Linked DNA regions of Callithrix jacchus: region 2 is linked to region 1. The links are chromatin contacts, called in public Hi-C maps. All regions are on one chromosome and are shown on one strand. The core of a region is the stretch at or near the end of the contact, and the rest is flanking DNA. Distances in the headings are between cores, read along the strand shown. Region 1 has its middle 170 kb from the start of TANK. Region 2 overlaps ITGB6 (integrin subunit beta 6).

What was found. Hi-C and Micro-C count contacts between places; a contact is called where the count stands out from the background.
Region 2: a contact with region 1 is called in a Hi-C map of skeletal muscle, with 5 times the contacts expected there. The contact joins two enhancer-like sites. A contact is called at or near these places in 2 of 3 Hi-C or Micro-C datasets (both in skeletal muscle).

Annotation. Positions count from the first base shown.
Region 1 is chr6:68,848,372-68,851,862 of calJac240_pri, reverse strand. No RefSeq gene overlaps it. Among named protein-coding and RNA genes, the nearest start is that of TANK, 170 kb to the right of the region's middle. Within about 2 kb of position 1,907, at least 8 of the 16 cell types and tissues checked have an H3K27ac peak or open chromatin away from gene starts, as enhancers often do. A contact at or near this core is called in skeletal muscle, where this site is marked.
Region 2 is chr6:69,722,760-69,726,254 of calJac240_pri, reverse strand. The region is part of intron 13 of ITGB6 (integrin subunit beta 6); the gene reads right to left. Among named protein-coding and RNA genes, the nearest start is that of PLA2R1, 40 kb to the left of the region's middle. Within about 2 kb of position 1,719, at least 1 of the 16 cell types and tissues checked has an H3K27ac peak or open chromatin away from gene starts, as enhancers often do. A contact at or near this core is called in skeletal muscle, where this site is marked.

The DNA of each region.
Region 1 (3,491 bases), core at 658-3,157:
CCACAGTATAACACAATCTTAATATAAAATAATAACCTCAGCATTCGTGTAATCATGAAGTGATAGAGAGGAAGATGTTTCCTCCTTAATCTTTCAGGGATTCACATCCCTGAAAAATTATAATATTGTAAAGGAGACAAAACATGTTTACACATGAAATTATCTGACTTGAAATAGAAGATAAAGTAAGGAAGGCAGTATAAAAGAAGTTTTCTAAAGTGAACGTGTAAGTGATATGAGTGGTAAGAAAAGACAGAAAGCAATACTGGCTGGAATGATCAGCAAATATTTAAAAGAATAGTTTAGAATTAAGATGGATGCTGAAGGAGGGATTTAGAGAGGACAGATGGAAAGAAAGAGAAGGGTATTCCCAGCAAGCATCTGGCAAACTAAGGGGTATTCTCTAGGAAGAAATTTGCATTCTAAATAATAAACGCCAAGATAGAGCCCAGCTTTACTTAAAAGAACAAACTTCTAAGAAGAAACAAGTTACATTAGATCCTTGATAGAAGAAAGATTTTTTTCTTACATCTAAGAAGATGTAAGTGGAGCTTCTCAAATCACTTTCAACAACTCAGAGCTACCTCTAGTTTCTGTGTGCTGAATCTCTGCCCAAGGCATTTTTAGGAGGAATATGAAAACCTAGTAGTTTGCATTCCAGTGTGTTGCAATAATTTTGAAACACTAAGCAGTATATTCTTCCTACTTTTATCTTTCTTCACCTTCCATTCTACCTATTCTAAGCTCATTGTCTGATAGAGGATAAGATCACAGAAAGTAGAAAAGAAAGGAATATTTTCCTGGCTTTGGACTTTCAAAGACTGAGATGAAAGGTTTAGAAGAAAATGAGATGATTTCTTGGTAGTTGTCCTCATTTATACCTCCATCTCCGATCCCTTCACCCCCTCAAAGCCAAGAATTCCCCAGGCCTGGGGGGAGGGTTGGGAAAATAGGTGGTGGGAAGTGATGTGAGAGAAAGGTCCTCCTGGAAGATGCCATTCACCTCAAGGACATGAGTAAAAGCAAGTTTAAAACCAGCCAGCCTTCACCCAAACAAGGACGTACATTAGGGCTGTGCTGTGCTACCTGTCCATCCTTCAAACTGGCAACTAGTGAGAAATTTCCTTCCACAGCATGCATTTTGGCACTGGAGTTCCATCATTTTCTGCCAAGTTACTATAGATAACTACCTACTTCAGTGGTTTTCATACAATAATGTGTATAAGAATCACTTGTGGGGGCTTGTTAAAACACATATGGTCAGGCTCCACCACTGGTGTTTCAGATTTAGCAGGTCCAGGGTACAGACAGAGAATTTGCCTTTTTAACAAGTTCCCCAGTGATGCTGATGGTGTAGGTCTAGGTACCACACTTTGAGGAGTGCCCTAGGTAATGCATAGGCCATTTTACTTAACAACTTTACATACAAGTATAGGACCTTAACCACATTTCCTATCCCCTCTGTCCCTCAGTTTATATGTTAAATTAAAAAACAAGTATATTACCTATCTCACACAGTTGTGGGTGAAGATTAAATGAGATGTTGCTACAATATTTAGCAAGGGAATTGGCTTATGACACGTAACATTGCTGGTTATTTTTATTCATAACAACACTTAATATAAACCCTCTCCCCTAATTGTTTTTAATAAATGTTTTCTGGCTAGCTGAATTGTCACTGAACTTTGAGAATCCCAAAAACAAGTTGGGTGAATCTACACACTCCTGTCCCCACCTCTGTTCCCATGTCCATACCCTAACAATGACAGGACCAAGAAATTACCCTCTGGTCTCTCCTGCCTGAAGCCTGAGCATGTGTCCCTCTAAACCCACTTCTCCAGACCCCGCTAATGAAATGTAAAGAATGTCAGCAGGCAGCAGGCCTCCGTGGTTAAGAAAAGGAAACCAGGAGAGGCAGGCTTCCAGAGATGTGGTCCCAGTAGGAATTCAGAATCGCCAGTATTCTTAGCTCCTGCTTATCTTGGATTGGGCCTTTGTTAGATTTTTTGTTTGTTTTTAAAACTAAGCAGTCTTGTGAAAATCAGCTTCTCAGTAAGCTGTATAAGCACTTCCTGGTTACCCATGATATGAGAATAACCTTTAAACTATTTCCATTTCTAATCTGGACTGGAAACAGGAAACGCATTGGATACAGCTTTAAACAACAACAACAAAAAGGAACCCAAAGATAAACCTAACTGTCCCAGAGTTCAGAAGAGGTTTATGCTAAGTGTTAGAAGGTTCAGATTTAGTGAATCCTCCCCCACTTTCTGCCATTCCAGAAATTCCTTTTAGAGGAGGGGAGAAGAAAAAAAAAAAAAAAAAGGTAAGAAGTTGTACTGAATTGCACAGCACTGCCATCTTCAGGGCCAATGAGGAAAATTTCCCAGGGTCAGCCAGATAAATCATCTTCCTAAACACTTCATTGAAATATAATCAGATGGTTAAAAATTTGACAGCAGACAGACTGGAACAGATTTTTCTACTGTTTTCAATGTTTGAAAAGTTAGTAGACACAGCTTTTGGTGGTGTATGCACATTTAAAAAATATTTGCTGATTGAAAAGCCATTGACAATAAATAGGAAAGTTTAAATAGCTCAAACTGCATTGCCAAATGATGGGAGTAACACAGGCACAAACATATTGTTCAGAAAAAAAAAATTCCTTAAAAAGAAAAGTATGAATCGAATGATTTAGAAGTGCTGTTTGAACAGATGGTGTGATTAACAACTAGTGTGTTAGCCATCTCAGGAGCTTACAGAGAAGTAAACAAATGCAAGGGGAAAAAAAAAACTTTATTTCCCCAAAGAGTGTTTAGTTCATTTCTTTATAAAAATTTAGAAGTCTGCATTTTGAAAGTTGGATATCCCTGGGGATATTGGAAATAAGAATTGAGGGAAGTCTTTTTGGAGAAAGACCGCATTAAGACAAATGTTGATGCTTCCCATACAGGCTAAGATGTACAGTCATCCAAAATGCTGGAGGCAGGTGGTGCTGTGCAGAACACAATGTCCGTGGAGAAAGAAGGCTAGGTTCTCACCCTGGTTGTAGCCCTACCTGCAGCTGACCTGGAAGACCAGCCTTGTTCTCTCTAGGCTTCAGTATCTTTCTTTGGAAAGTAAGAGTAAGAACCAGATGAGCTGTTAAGCTCTGCTTCAAAAACTTTAATATGCACCTGGGGATCTTATTAAAATGCAAATTCTAACTCTTCGGCCTGGGGTAGGGTCAGAGAGTTTCACTTTCTACTGGGCAATGCTGATGCTGCTGATCCACAGGCCACATGTTTATTACCAGGGTTCTAAGTCCTTCCAGTGATGATACTCTGTCATTTTCTGATATTCCAGGTGTTGTTCAGGCAAGAATAGAAGACCAAGTGTCTACTTCCCTAAGGTATATGACTCAGAAAAGGGTAAATATATATATGCATAAATACATAATAAGCCTGCCTAATGCTGAATTGATGTTAAAAGTAAATCAAGTATTTATTTGC
Region 2 (3,495 bases), core at 470-2,969, 870 kb before region 1:
TATTTAATAAGGACAGTTATACACATATGACCAGTCATACTATCTTTAAGGTAAGGATCTAGAGTCGATGTGAATCTGAGTGGGACTAATTACCCACTAACAGCATGATGCCTGGTCTCACACATTTTTGTTCTTTGTCCAAGAAACCATGTAAAGAAATTATGCAGAAATAAGTAAAGGAGCTAATGACATAGCTATTACTGTATGAAGATCTAAAGACTCTATTCTCACATAGCAAATGAACCATAGCTGCTTCTAATAGGTTAGCAACATTCCTGCAAATAAAGTAGCAGGCTTGTATCATGAGAATATATGCTGGCTACATTTTTGGCTAAGAAATGTCTGGGGTGGGGCAAAGTATGTTCCTGCTCAAAGCAAGAAGAAGCTTGCTACAATCCTGCACCTGGACATGCATTAGGAGGCTCCTCCAGGAGGGACTAAAGAAGGAATGGGTGTGGTCTGGCAGAGATAATTATTTTCAGAACTGAAAGTCTTCAGGAACTAACCATTTCTCAAGAAAAGATTTTGGCCCAAGTGCCAGAGAAGGTCTTACACTATAGAAATCTTCACTTTTCATACTCTGATGTTTCTTGAGATGCTCAGACTGAAAATTGAGCTTTACATGGAAGAAGAGGGTCACCTCTATCACTGTGTACCGTGTTGCCTATCGAGTGCAGGTTTGTGCAGCACCTACTTCTAAGGTCCTGCGTATCTAACTCTGCTACGTGTGTTACCAAATTTGGTAGCTTAGTGTGCCTATTGAGTGCTTGAAATGTGACTTTTCCCAATTAGGTTACACTATATGTGTGAAATACACACTGATTTTGAACATTTGGTATGAAAAAAATGTAAAATATGTCAGCTTTTATATTGATTACATGTTGAAATGACAATATTTTGGATAACATGGTAAATAAAATTCATTTTACCTCTTTCTTTTACTTTTTAATGTAATTACTAGAAAAATTTAAATTATATATTGATTTGCCTAGCAGTTCTGTTGGATGAGGCTGATCTAACATCTTTTTGTAATTCAGAAATGTATGATAATTGTACAGCCAGTAGGAGGCAGTAGAGCACAGTGGTTCAGACCATGGGCTCCTGGCCAGGCTGCTAGAGCTCCCCACATCAGCTCTGGCACATAATTACTGCCAGACCTAGCAAATTATTTAATATCTCCATGCCTCAATTTCCTTACCTTTAAAATGAAAATAATAGTGGTACCTGTTTTAATATGGTTGTTAAGAATATTAAGCGAATTAATACATGTAAAATACATAGAACAACATCTGGCAAATGGTATTAGTAAGGGTTCAAAAATGAGAGCTGCTAAAATAATAATATTATTATAGATACAGCAAATACAGCACTCTTTCCCCTTTTCTATCCTCGTCACCTCAAGGGCCTGAAGCCTCCAAGTTGGAACCTGTGGGTAAAGCATCTACCCCAGTTGGTACTTTCCAGCCAGGGAGCCTTCCCAACTATCATTCCTTGACTCCATTGTGGCTCTTATGCTCTGGAAGTCCCTCCAGATGGTAGAGGAAAGAAAGAAGATGAAAGAAGGTGCTTATGTCCACAAGCACACTAGTAGTGACCCTTCACTCAGTTCTTTTTTCAATTTGCTTAGAGGACCCTGGGGATCATCAATCTCTCCCCTTTCTCATGTCTCAGTTTGCTGCCTCTACCCAAGCCTCCACCAGGCTACCTGGTCTGAAAGATGGGAGACCGGAGAGACTATGAGCTTCGGGGACAGGTTCCGCTCTGCTGGCTCCTGGAAGCCCCAGGCCTACTCAACCATGCAGACATTTGCTGAGGAAGAGGGAGCCTGGAAGCTTTCAGGTGACTCTTATTAAGCCTCAGGGAGGTCATTTTTCCCTCACTTTTTCCTACTACAAAAACATAGGGATAATAACACTCCATAATAAAAAGCATCAGGGCATCTGTGCGTGCTCTGCAGAATGGCATTTGTGGTACCACTCACATTGTGTGGAAGAATAAAAGAACAGACAACAGTTCAGTAATGAGGAGGCATTTAGCCCAGGGCATGTTTCACTGAAAAAAAATCACTAACTAGATAGAAAATTCTCTGAATTAAAAGCAGGACTTATTCTGGAAATTTGTTTTTGTTGTTTGGAACTCACTTTTTCAATAGAATCAATACTGTAAGGGATGGCTTTGATTTCAAGATAACTTGCTAAAGCCACTGCCACAGTCACAAAGGGTCAGGAGTGTAGTTGGAGAATTTTATTTTATAAGACAGATAATGAGCAGGCAGGCTTTTTTGGTATTAGAAAGTAATTCTTCCTTGTACGGCAGGATTTACCTTATGTTTCCCTAATAAACGGCCATAAGACACATTTTATGTATGCATTTCTAAGGAGATGATTTACATAAGATTTTTCCAGAGCGAGTCTCCAGGAGCACTCTGCATACCTGAGCTTCAAGGCCAAGTTCACAATCATCTTCAGATTCCTTGGATTGTGCCAACCTCTATTTCTCCCTTGCCCTTAGCAACTGCAATGTGATATTTTTTTCTGATACGTTTTCTTGATTGGGATATAATGGTCTTGAACCTACGTTTTGGTTCCCTTGACATTGGTGTGGTTTTTATGCTCTTAAGTGATGCCAATTTGATACCTTTGGTTTCAAGTTCAGGATTTGATATTTTATCAGCACATCGAGAAGGAAGCACACACAACAAAACACATCTATCTGCTTTATGGCCTGGCCTTATCGCTATTGTCTGTGGCAGAACTTAGGCTCCATGCTTTTGCGGGGAGGAGTTTGTGAACAAGGTCTGATGAGGCCTGATTTAATGCAGCTGTCATATCTGCAGGAACGGTTCAGGGAGGAACACATCACTAATTAAAGACAGAAAATATGAGGCACCTATGAGAAAATGAGAACACAGTCCGTGTTGTTAGGGCTGTCACTCACAGGGAGATTTTGGGACCCTTTGTATCAGGCTTGCCAGCGTAGTTGTTAAAAGGCAGAGGCCTGGACCACACCTCAGATGATGCTGCCTCAGGATATAGGCATTTTTAACAAGTTCCTCAATGGAGCCTGATACCCACTAAAATTTGAATCCTTCTCAATCAAAGTCTTAATACCTTCTCCCCTACTTTCTTCTCTACTAAATATAAAGTTCTCTCTCCCTTTCACTGAATACAAAGTGTTTAAGGTATTCCCAAGTCCCAAACTGACTCTATGAGTTGGTGTGGATGAAAATCCACAGGAGCAATGGATTCCTTGACATCCTTCCTCACTTGCTGCTATGTCTTTTCTGATTCAGCATTATCATTTAATGACCTATTACTTGAGTTAGGTATTGACACTATTTTAGTGCATTATGCCATTACTCCTTGAGTCAACACTTAGAAAAAAGTACTATTATCTATACCATTTTACAGATGAGGAAATAGAGACTCAGAGATGCAAGTGTCTTCTAGAATGTCACTCAGCCATGAAATGGTGGGGAAGGATTTGAACCAAGGT